Regions from separate parts of the Mus musculus genome. Here region 2 is linked to region 1. Evidence: chromatin contacts called from public Hi-C data. All regions are on one chromosome and are shown on one strand. The core of a region is the stretch at or near the end of the contact, and the rest is flanking DNA. Distances in the headings are between cores, read along the strand shown. Region 1 overlaps Stim1 (stromal interaction molecule 1). Region 2 overlaps Stim1 (stromal interaction molecule 1).

What was found. A called contact is a pair of places that touch in the nucleus more often than the background predicts.
Region 2: a Hi-C map of group 2 innate lymphoid cells shows a contact between it and region 1, with 1.9 times the contacts expected there. The contact joins two enhancer-like sites. A contact is called at or near these places in 2 of 15 datasets of contacts at CTCF or cohesin (CD8 T cells and the NIH/3T3 cell line), 2 of 484 Hi-C or Micro-C datasets (embryonic fibroblasts and group 2 innate lymphoid cells), 5 of 115 datasets of contacts at active chromatin or transcription factors (the 230-238 cell line, CD8 T cells, embryonic stem cells and 2 more) and 1 of 9 other capture datasets (embryonic stem cells).

Annotation. Positions count from the first base shown.
Region 1 is chr7:102,315,580-102,320,845 of GRCm38.p6, reverse strand. The region is part of intron 1 of Stim1 (stromal interaction molecule 1); the gene reads right to left. Among named protein-coding and RNA genes, the nearest start is that of Stim1, 50 kb to the right of the region's middle. Within about 2 kb of position 2,880, at least 51 of the 459 cell types and tissues checked have an H3K27ac peak or open chromatin away from gene starts, as enhancers often do. A contact at or near this core is called in group 2 innate lymphoid cells, where this site is marked.
Region 2 is chr7:102,394,357-102,399,417 of GRCm38.p6, reverse strand. The region is part of intron 3 of Stim1 (stromal interaction molecule 1); the gene reads right to left. Among named protein-coding and RNA genes, the nearest start is that of Rrm1, 45 kb to the left of the region's middle. Within about 2 kb of position 3,312, at least 59 of the 459 cell types and tissues checked have an H3K27ac peak or open chromatin away from gene starts, as enhancers often do. A contact at or near this core is called in group 2 innate lymphoid cells, where this site is marked.

The DNA.
Region 1 (5,266 bases), core at 1,631-4,130:
GACAGCCAGGGCTACACAGAGAAACCATCTCGAAAACAAACAAACAAACAAAAAAAACTTTATAGTAACACATTACCTCACAATCCTACTCCCCACTCCCCCAAAAATTGAAAACAAACTGGAAGCAATTCAAACAAATAATATGTAAAAAAAAAAAACAAAAAAAAAAACAAGTCTACTGTATCACTGGTTAGGAGTAGGGTTAGGATTAGGGTTAGGGTCAGGATCACAGGTGTGATAATTATTACCACTGAATTTCATACTGTTTTTTTATTTGTATGTTAGGTTTGGTCTGGTTTTAATACAAGGTTTCCTAATTCAGGCTGCCCTGGAACTAACTACATGAACAAAACTGGCCTCAAATTTGTGGCAATCTTCTTGCCTCTGCCTCTGGAATACTAAGATTACAGGTATGAACTACCATGCAGTTCTGTTTTGAACTCCTGGTCCTTCTACCTCCATCTCACCAAATACTGAGATTAAAGAGGTGTGCCACCATACCTGGTTTGATTGTACAACTACAAACTACCAAGGTGGCAAACTTTATGTTTCACATATTATATCAAAAATAGCAAAAAATAATAAAAAATAAAACTTTCTTGAATAGATCAAAGCAAACATGGTAACATACATTTGCGACCGCTGCACTTGGGAGGTAAAGAAAGAAGACTAAGGCGTTCAAAGTTACCTTTGGTTTTGCTACGTCGAATCTAAGTACAAGGATCCAATCAAACCCAGCATGGTGGCACACGCCTGTAATCCCACACCAAGAAGGCAGAAGAATCGTGATCATGAGTACAAAGTTAGTTGGGATACACAGTGAGGTCTTACCGCAAAAGGTTTTCTTTAAATGGAATGAAATACTGACACGTTACAATGGTGATGAATGTTCTGGTTTGCTCTCTATTGTTGTGATAAGCACAATGACCAAAAGCAAGTTAGAAAAGAAAAGACTTATTTCACCTTATACTTCCAGATCACAGTCCAACGAAATCAGGCCAGTAACTCCAGCAGAAAGCAAAGAGGAGCACTGTGTACTGGTTTGCTCCCTGTTGTATGCTAAACTAGCATTTTTTATATAGCCTAGGGATGGTACTGCCCACAGTAGGCTGAGCCCACCTACAACAATTAGAGACAGAGGAAATGCCCCTACAGACACGGCCCACAGGCTAATCTGATGGAAGAAATTCTTCTACTGGGGTTCCTTCTTCCTAGTGACAAATTCAGATTGTGTCAAATCAACAATGAAAACTGCAGTGGAAACTTAAGGATTATTTGGAAAATCAGTTGTATTGGATGATGTTTCGCTGGGGCAAACACATGAAGGAACATTTATTTAGCTGAAGTGGACTGAAGGCTAAGGCAGACTCATGAAGGAACTTTTCGCTGAAGCAGACACAGGAGAAAGGATGTTCTGCTAAAGCAAGTGAGAAGACATGTGATGAGGGATTCTTTGCTACTCACATGTATTGGTCTGCCTTACATTGTGTAATTGATCTGCATTTGTCAGGACTCCATAGAGAAAAATGCACCAAAAAAAAAAAAAAAAAATCTGGTGGTGTGCTGCAGTTTCTTGCTACTTCTGCAGATTTGGGCTGATTGGCAGAGTGGTGTCAGCTGAGACAGACGCAAGTGCTGAGGCAAGACCCGTGGAGAACATATGGTGTTTGGGGAGTATAAATAGGACTCAATGGACAGTGATGGAGGCTGAGCTAGCTTGCTTATAGAGATAGCTGTGCAACACTTGTTGGTCTCACGATTGTTGGTCTTGAATCTTCGCTGATCTTTGGTTCGATGAGAGGCACAGCCAAGAACTTTTCCTGGTGTTTCTGTTGGTTCTCCTACTGACTCATGCTAAGGCTGAGGCCTGGCTGTCTCTACTAGGTAATGCCACCACTGCTGATTCGTGTTTGCTATCCTGACTTTACCGAACTAGACTGCTTGTATATCTGTAAAATGTTTGCTAGTGGATCGAACCACCCCTACTAACCTATGAACAGAGTTGTTCCAGAGAACCTTTCTAAACAGATTCCCTTCCCCACTTTCACTTTTCCATTACCTCTAGTGGGTGGTGGACTACAAAGGAGATTAAAGTGTTTAAAAACCATCATTAAAAATAGGTTTTTACACAGGGCCCCTAATGAAGGAGCTAGAGAAAGTACCCAAGGAGCCAAAGGGGTCTGCAACCCTATAGGAAGAACAACAATATGAACTAACCAGTACCCCCAGAACTGTGTCTCTAGCTGCATATGTAGCAGAGGATGGCCTAGTCAGCCATCATTGGGAGAAGAGGCCCTTTGTCTTGTGAAGATCATATGCCCCACCCAGTACAGGGGAATGCCAGGGCCAGGAAGCAGGAATGGGTGGGTTGGGGAGCAGGATGGGGGGTAGGGTATAGGGGGCTTTGGGGATAGCATTTGAAATGTAAATGAAGAAAATATCTAATAAAAATTATGTTTTTTAAAAAAAATAGGTTTTAAAAAAATTAAAGTTACAGAAAACTAACCAGGACAACGAACCTCCAATTTCTTCTACTAAACTAAAGAAGGTATTCACAGAGGGTTACAGACATTATAATTCCACCGGTATGAAACACTCTGAACAGGTAAACCCTATTGATAGTTATTAGGAGGAGGAGAAAATGGGGGAAAACTGCTTTAAAACATAAAAAGATATTCTTTTGGAGTAATGGAAGTATTTTAGTTTTGCTTGGTTTTGTTATTGTTACTGTTTGGTTTTGCTTTCTGCTTTTCTTCTCAGTACTGGATCTAAACCACAGCCTTGAACATGTTATACAAGCACTCTAACACTAAGCTGCACCCTCATCGTGAAGGAACTACATAGTGTGATAGGTATACTCTTTATACAAACTGTCCCTCCCCTACTTCCTGGTTACACTATCTGGTTCCTGTGTGGTTAATATGTGATCTCTCTGCTTCCTGGTCTTGCCACCATGCCTTTCCCACCATTACAGACATCTAGCCTTCTGGTTCTGTAAGCCAAAATAAAGTCTGTCTTGTATAAGCTATTTGGGTTATGGTATTCTATCAATCGCAGTAACAATGTAGTAACTAATAGGGAAGGACTGCAGAAGGAATTCCCAGAAGGTAAACTAGTTTTCACATAGACTGAGAATAATGTCTTCTGATTCTTAGTGCTTGTTCTTTCTCCTGATCTAATTACACAATTCACATAAAAATACTTCTCAGGGCACTTAGCATATGCCTTTTGCCAAGCGGTTATCATTCTATAGCTTAGTTAACTCTTCACAAGTAGTTTGTCAAAAGGATCAAGCTCCACGGTTGAAATGTTGTACAAACTAAAGTAGCACAAGGAACTACTCCCACTAAAGGAGTGCCTGGTGCCCTCGGGTTGGTTTGTTTGTTTGTTCTCTGTAAAAAAAAAAAAAAAAAAAAAAAAAAGCATACAAATTGCAACTTTTAGTACCTCTAAGGCTCTGGTAAAAGGTTTCAGAAAGTGGCTAGAGAAATGGCTCAGTGGTTAGTGTGGGACCGTGAAGGTAGCTTGGTGACCAGTTGAGCTAAGGTTTGAAGCCCCAGAAGCCCCAGAAGCCCTAAAGGGAAACCCTGAAGGGACCATAGGTGCTTCCCCTGTTCCCAGGTACCAGGCCCCTGTCATTAGCTGCAGCTCCCCACAGATTTGTGGCCATAAGGGCAACACTCCCAAGTCCCTCCACTTTTAGAGGACATGCAGGCTCAAGACAGATCTCCATTTTAATGAGGTATTTAAGGCCTGGAGGGCTTAGCCAATAAGCTTTCTTTTCACACTCCTCCCCTGCAAAAGGTATTTAACCTCAGGCCCACCCTGAGAAGTGGGGTACGGTTTTACACATCCACTTTCTGCCAGGACAATAAATGCCTTAAAACCATGGACTGCCTCTTTTCACCGGGATCCGCCATGAGGAGCCATGGAGAAGACGTTAACCCATAGAGCCGCAGTCTAATCTCCCATAGAAGTTCTCTCTGTGCTCCCAGCCACGACCGCAAAGCCCAAGCTCAAGCCTGCCTGCCATCAGTCTGAGCTCCCTACCCACCCACCCCCCTCATCTAGGCCCCCTCTCTGTTCTCAGCTCTTTCGAGGCTTCCAGGGGCCTGAGAACCAGATGGCCCCAGCCTAGTGGCAGGCCTGGGGACCCCCCCAAGCCTTGTCCTGGGGCTGCCCTAAGTGCAGTTAACTCCTATGTTGTACCTCCCAGAGTGGCTATGCTGTATGGCAGAGCAGACTCGGGACCCATAACCTTACAGTTAGGAACACGTATTGCTCTTGTAGAGGATCTAAGTTCAGTTCCTAGTCTATGTCAAGGAGCTCACACTGCCTGTAACTCCAGCTCTAGGGAAGTCAATATTTGCACATATCCCCCAAAGCCACATATGTATATACACAATTAAAAATAAAAAATAACGTTTTTATTTTATCATATTTATTTACTTTATTATAATTGAAAATAAAATTAAAGGAAAACCAGATGAATACCTTCCTTCAATGCCAGAAATGAAGTCATATCCCCTCTAGGCAAGTACCAGTTCCCAAATTCTATCCTTTTCCCTCTGAACCATTCATATCTGGCCCTTGCAAGGGTACTCAAGAGTCAAAACATTAAACCTCTAGTTGAAAAAATAGCAGTGTGAAGCAGGAGCCCATTTTAAAGACCCAACTGAAGTTTGGCTCCACTATTAATTAGTGTATGTCTTCTAAATCTATTCATTGCACAAACAGTAAAAATGCTCACTTTGGGGTCCTGTGTGAACATTAGAACCTACAAAAAATGTCTGTCATCCAGAAGTAACCTAGTAAGTGGTGTTGTAAATGCTTACTATAAAAGACAAGGTTTCCCTGTCTATTTCACACCTAATGGCTGCAGGCTTGCACAGTGCAGTGAAGTTTACAGCGCCACAATAAATGGCCTATTCTGAGAGCCCCAGCACCTTCACTGATTACAATTACTAATTTCTTCTCCTTTTAACTTTTTATCAGCTCAGTTCGCTATACTCCCTCCAACTTATGAAGAAATAAGATCGTCAAACCCTCTCTTAGAAACAATTATCCTATTCCTTCCCTTCAGATGAGAAGTCTTTTGTTGCCTCTGTCTTCAGCCACAGCAGTCTAGCTTCCGTCCCCACCCTCCACGGAAGCTGTTATCACTAAGGTCACCAGACTCAGTAGCTTCATTTCAGGGCTCACCCTACTTGTTCTCTGCTACAACCGACACTTTTCCCTGTTAGAGATTGTTCATCTGGCGTCCCAG
Region 2 (5,061 bases), core at 2,063-4,562, 78 kb before region 1:
GGGCATAAATCCTTGGCATGTTCTAATCAGCACCCTCCACATGGAGACAGGCAAGACTCACTCTAGACCAGTGGTTCTCAGCCTCTGCATCAATGACATTTTGTTGGGTGGGGTTATCTTTATTGTAGGGGCTGTGCTCTGGATCACTGCAGGACATTTAACAAATATCTCTAGCATGTACCCAGTACATGCCATCAGATATCTCTAGCATGTACCCAGTACATGCCATCAGCAATGCTGCTGTTACAATAAAAACATCTGTCTTCAGGTACTGCTTAATATGTCCCTCAAAAGGCAAAACTGGCCCCACCTGAGAACCACTGCTCTAAATACTGCATTGAGGCAGAGGTTCTCTAAGGGGATGATTGTACCCCAAGGATGGCTTCTGACCAATCGATCCCTATACAGCTAAGTCATAGGGAAAGATATGGCTTCAGTGTCATGCCAAACCTCAAGGCAATGTTTTGTTTATTTGTTTGTTTTTAGCTCTATGTATTATTCAGTTACCCAGGCAGCAGCCCCATCTAGGCAGGGCTTGATAGCATGGTGTCATCCACCTAAAGTCACGGCAAACTGAACAACATAAGCCATAATGAGCTGTATCCTCCATGTTATCTGTATCTCTGATAGCAACTCTGAGTTTCAGCATGATCTCATGCAACAATCTAATTGAGACACCAGGGCCTCTGATGCCTAAGAGTCAAGTACCTGAAAGTTAAGTCTTATTCTACTTTCTCATTCCACTTTTTTAGTATTGTTAGTGTTTTTGTTTTGTTTGGGATAGGATCTCATATAGACAATATAGGTCCTCATACTTGCTATGAAGTGAAGGACGTCTGTACTCTGAGAGTGATAGGATTACAGGCATGCACCATCAGGCTCAGACTACATTCTCAACACCCCCCACCCCAAAATGGAAAGAATCTCTGGCCAAGGAAGGAAAAAGGCCATACACAGCAAGTATAGAGTGGCTGCTGACAATATGAGACTACAGAACTTGGCAAGAAGAGCTTATAAGAGATCAGGTACAGATTACAGGTGACAAGAATGTCCAAACCCCAAGAGGACATTAGACCAGGAAAACAGTATCCTAAAACCATGCACCTCACCAATCCTGTCTTGTGTGGTCCCTAGAATATCAAAGACATCATCTATAGGCAAAATGATGAACAACACTATACAGAATAAGAAAAGACTAAACTCTAGAGATTATAACAACACTCAAAAGAAAGATACACTTGTAGATATCGGGAGAACATGATTTATTGAATATATATGGTGCCACTGGTAGGTTCTTATGTTCCAGTAGATAGCCCCAACGTGTGTGTGTATGTGTGTGTGTGTGTATGTGTGGTGTGTGTGGTGTGTGTGTGTGTGGTGTGTGTGGGGTGTGTGTGTGTGTGTGTGTGTGTGTGTGTGTGTATGTGTGTATTATTAAAACAAACAAGCAAGAAGTTGGCAAACTGAGTGTTAGAATCAGGGGTGCTTAGGAGGACGGAGGACTACATGAGATAATATTTCATTGCATGCATGTGAAAGATTCTCAAAAATAAAAGTTTTAAAAGAAAGTAAGAATCTACAAGACAAGTAACTGTCATCTCCAATCTCTTTGTTTCTGGATATGTCTGGTTGCTTGGTTAGTTTTGTTTTTTGAAACAAGAGAAACATAGAGCTTACGCTATCTTCAATCTCACTATGTAACTAAGGCTGGCCTTGAACTCCTGATCCTCCAGTCTCCATTTCCCACATTCTAGGATTACAGGCATGTGTGTCTAGGCTTGGCCCTGCTAGCTTTGTATTATAAAATATATAATATAAATTTGAAGCTAAAGACTTTAATTTCCATCTCATCTAACATGGACAATTTGGGATAAATGACTTAACTGATATGAGCCAAAATTTCCCTTTCTTTAAAATATTCATTCTGCCACTCAATAAACATTTATTTAGTACTCTTCCAAGCTAGGCCCTGGAAACAGAGCAGAGCTAAGAAGGAGTTCCCTATTTCAAGTACTATAGCTTACAATCTAGCAATATCTATCAGTAGTAATTGCCTGCACATACATTTATTTTAAAAAGGAGTGCATTGCCTGGAGATCTAGCTCCACAGTTAAGGGAGCTAGCTCATTGCTCTTACAAAGGACCCTGATTCAGTTCACACCCACATCACAGGTCTCACAACAGGAATTCCAGTTCCACACATATAGTGTACATAAACTCATTCAAGCACACACACACACATACTAAGTAAAAGAATAAATAAATACTCCTTTTAAAAAATAGAGTGGGGCTGGAAAGATAGCTCAGTTGTTAAGGGCATCGAGTTCTCTTCCAAAGGACCTGGATTTAATTCCCAGCGCCGACATGCCAGTTCACACTGTCTGCAACTCCAGTTCCGGGGGACCTGACACCGTCACACAGACACGTGCAGGGAAAACAATGCATATGAAATAAAAATACATTTAAAAATAGCATGATCAGAATTTGGGTAAACAGAGATTCAGAACCACCAAAGAAAGAAATAAGAGCAATATCCAGAACTACAAAGTGTGGGTCATGCACAGAGAACACAGATTCCAGTTTGTCTGGAGTCCAAGGTCATAAATAAGGACAAGGAAAATAAGAAGCTGCTGAAGCTAAATGATAAGTTCTTGAAAGTAGGCCATCTCCAACTCAAGGATAATTCATGGAGGTAATTATTAAACACCCCCTACTTACTAGAACCTACTCCAGGACCTAGAAATATAGGAGAATACAAAAGTCACAGATCCTCTGGTGTTTATGATTCTGAGAGGAAAGGCAAAAAAGACGGTCCGAACTGAGTCCATGAGATGCTCCGTAGGTAAAAGTACCTAAAAACCACTTGCTATCAAGCCTGACAAACTGAGTTTCAGTTCCTGGGTCTTACAAAGTGAAAGGAAAAGAGCAACTCCTGCAAACCATCCTCTGACCTCTTACACAGTAAAAGAAGCTGGCATTATAGTCCCATGCTTTTAACCCAGGCAGAGGTAGATGGATCTCTGTGAGTTCAAAGTTAGCTGGTCTACATAGCAAGTCCCAAGCTGGCCAGGGTTACATAGTAATACCATGTCTTAAAAACAAATAAATAATATAATAAATATATAAAAATGAAAAATCTACAATAAAAACATCAAGTGGTAATACAGTACAATTAAGAAAAACTAAGCAGTAAGAGAATAAATGTAAACAGAAAAGTCTTTTTAAGGAAGGAAAGGCCTCTCTGCTGCCGTGCCATCTGATTAGCTGAGGTGGAGCTGTGAGTCATGTGGATACGTGGGGTAAGGGCACATCAGCGGAAGGAACAATAAGTCCCTCCTAGCACTCCAGCTATAGCTATCCTCCAGGCATGTGCCGAGGCAGATCCTGGGCCTTGGCCAATCTTTTCTCTTGCCAGGGAAAGAATACGCAATAAGAAACGAGTCCTGAGTCAGTATCTCTTTCCTATAATGGACTTGTGGCGCCTGTAGATGAAGCCCTCATCTACTTCTGTGGTTTCAAACCCTCACCCCAAGAGAACGACGTCTATTAGGGGAGTTGCCAACCCCTTTTTGAGTCTCCTCACACAGCTATTAGTGCACTGGCTGGTCACCTCGTCAACCTCAGTTAGTCATCTGGTTTGACAGTCAAATATGGCCTGACAGTTACAAATGTGGGCTTTGTAATCATGTGTCTTGAACCAAACATCACTTATTAAATGTAAGATCCCAGTCTCATTTTTGTTACTTATAAAATGGTGATAAGTAGAGTTTTTAGATGGTGTGGTAAAGACATAAGGAACCTCTTTTCCAATAGTAAGTGCTAAAGAAATAGTAGCTGGCCAACAATGGTGGTACAAACCTGGGATCCCAGCACTTGGGAGGTGGAGCCAGAAGGATCAGGTATTCAAGACCTGCCTCAGCTACATCTGCTATCATCACCATTTGTTTATTCACTCATTCATCAATATTTTATTAGTACTCCCTGTTGAAGCTGCTAGGGTGCATCACGAGCACAGAGATGAATCTTCATGAACTCCATCCTTAAGAGCTCTCTCTGAATGAACTTGCAAGAGTAAATGAATGAATAAGACAGTGTGGTAAGTGCTCTCTTTGAGAAATAAGGTGATAAGGAGGCTGAGAGAGACATGGAACTAGTTGACAGAAAAGGCATCACAAAGCTTACTTGTAGGCTAACCTAAAAAATTAAAAAGGGGCAGTAGAGATGGTTCAGTGGTTAAGAACACTGTCTGCTCTTCCGCAGGAATTAGGTTCATTCCCAGCACTCACGTGGTAGCTCACAGCCCTCTGTAACTCCAGTTCCTTCTCTGGAGATTTGACACTCTCTTCTGGCCTCTATGGGCTCCAGGCATACACATGGTGCACAGCCATACATGCAAGCAAAGCACCCATATACACAAAATAAAAGATTTTAAATTTAGTTGAACAACTGAGTTTTCTAATCTATTCTATGAACAAACCAGCTATACAATCCTCCCAAAATGGCTCCTCCTAAGGATGGGATGTAACCTGGAACTGAGTTGTCTAAGAGGTTCCCTTCCTACTGCCATCTGGGAATCTTAGTTCCTAGTATGATGTCAATATCAAACCCCAAAACATCATTGTGAAAATATCTGGGTCTTGGGCCTAGGCCTCCGACGAGAGGCCCACTCCACTAGGTTACTATGCAAGCCTCTGGTCTATTAAACACCATAAGGACATACTATTAAAGGCCCCATACAGAGCTACAACAAAGCACAGAGAAAATCAGGCTAGAGAAATATTGGCGGGGTGGCTGCACAGCAGCAGGACAACCTTGAAGCTTTGGGATGTGAAAAAGTAAGATGGGACAATGGTAGAGACAAGGACAAACTTTTGACTTCTTTCCTAATCTGAGCTGATTTCAGTACTAAGTGTTAGAAAGTGGGATCATATAAAATGCTGACTTCAAGCAAACTGATAGGGAAACTGGCAGGGTAACAGGCTGTAATTAATGTGTTAAGTGCAATGATGATATAAACATAAGAAGTCAGGGGGACACAACACACAGTATCTAGACTGTGGT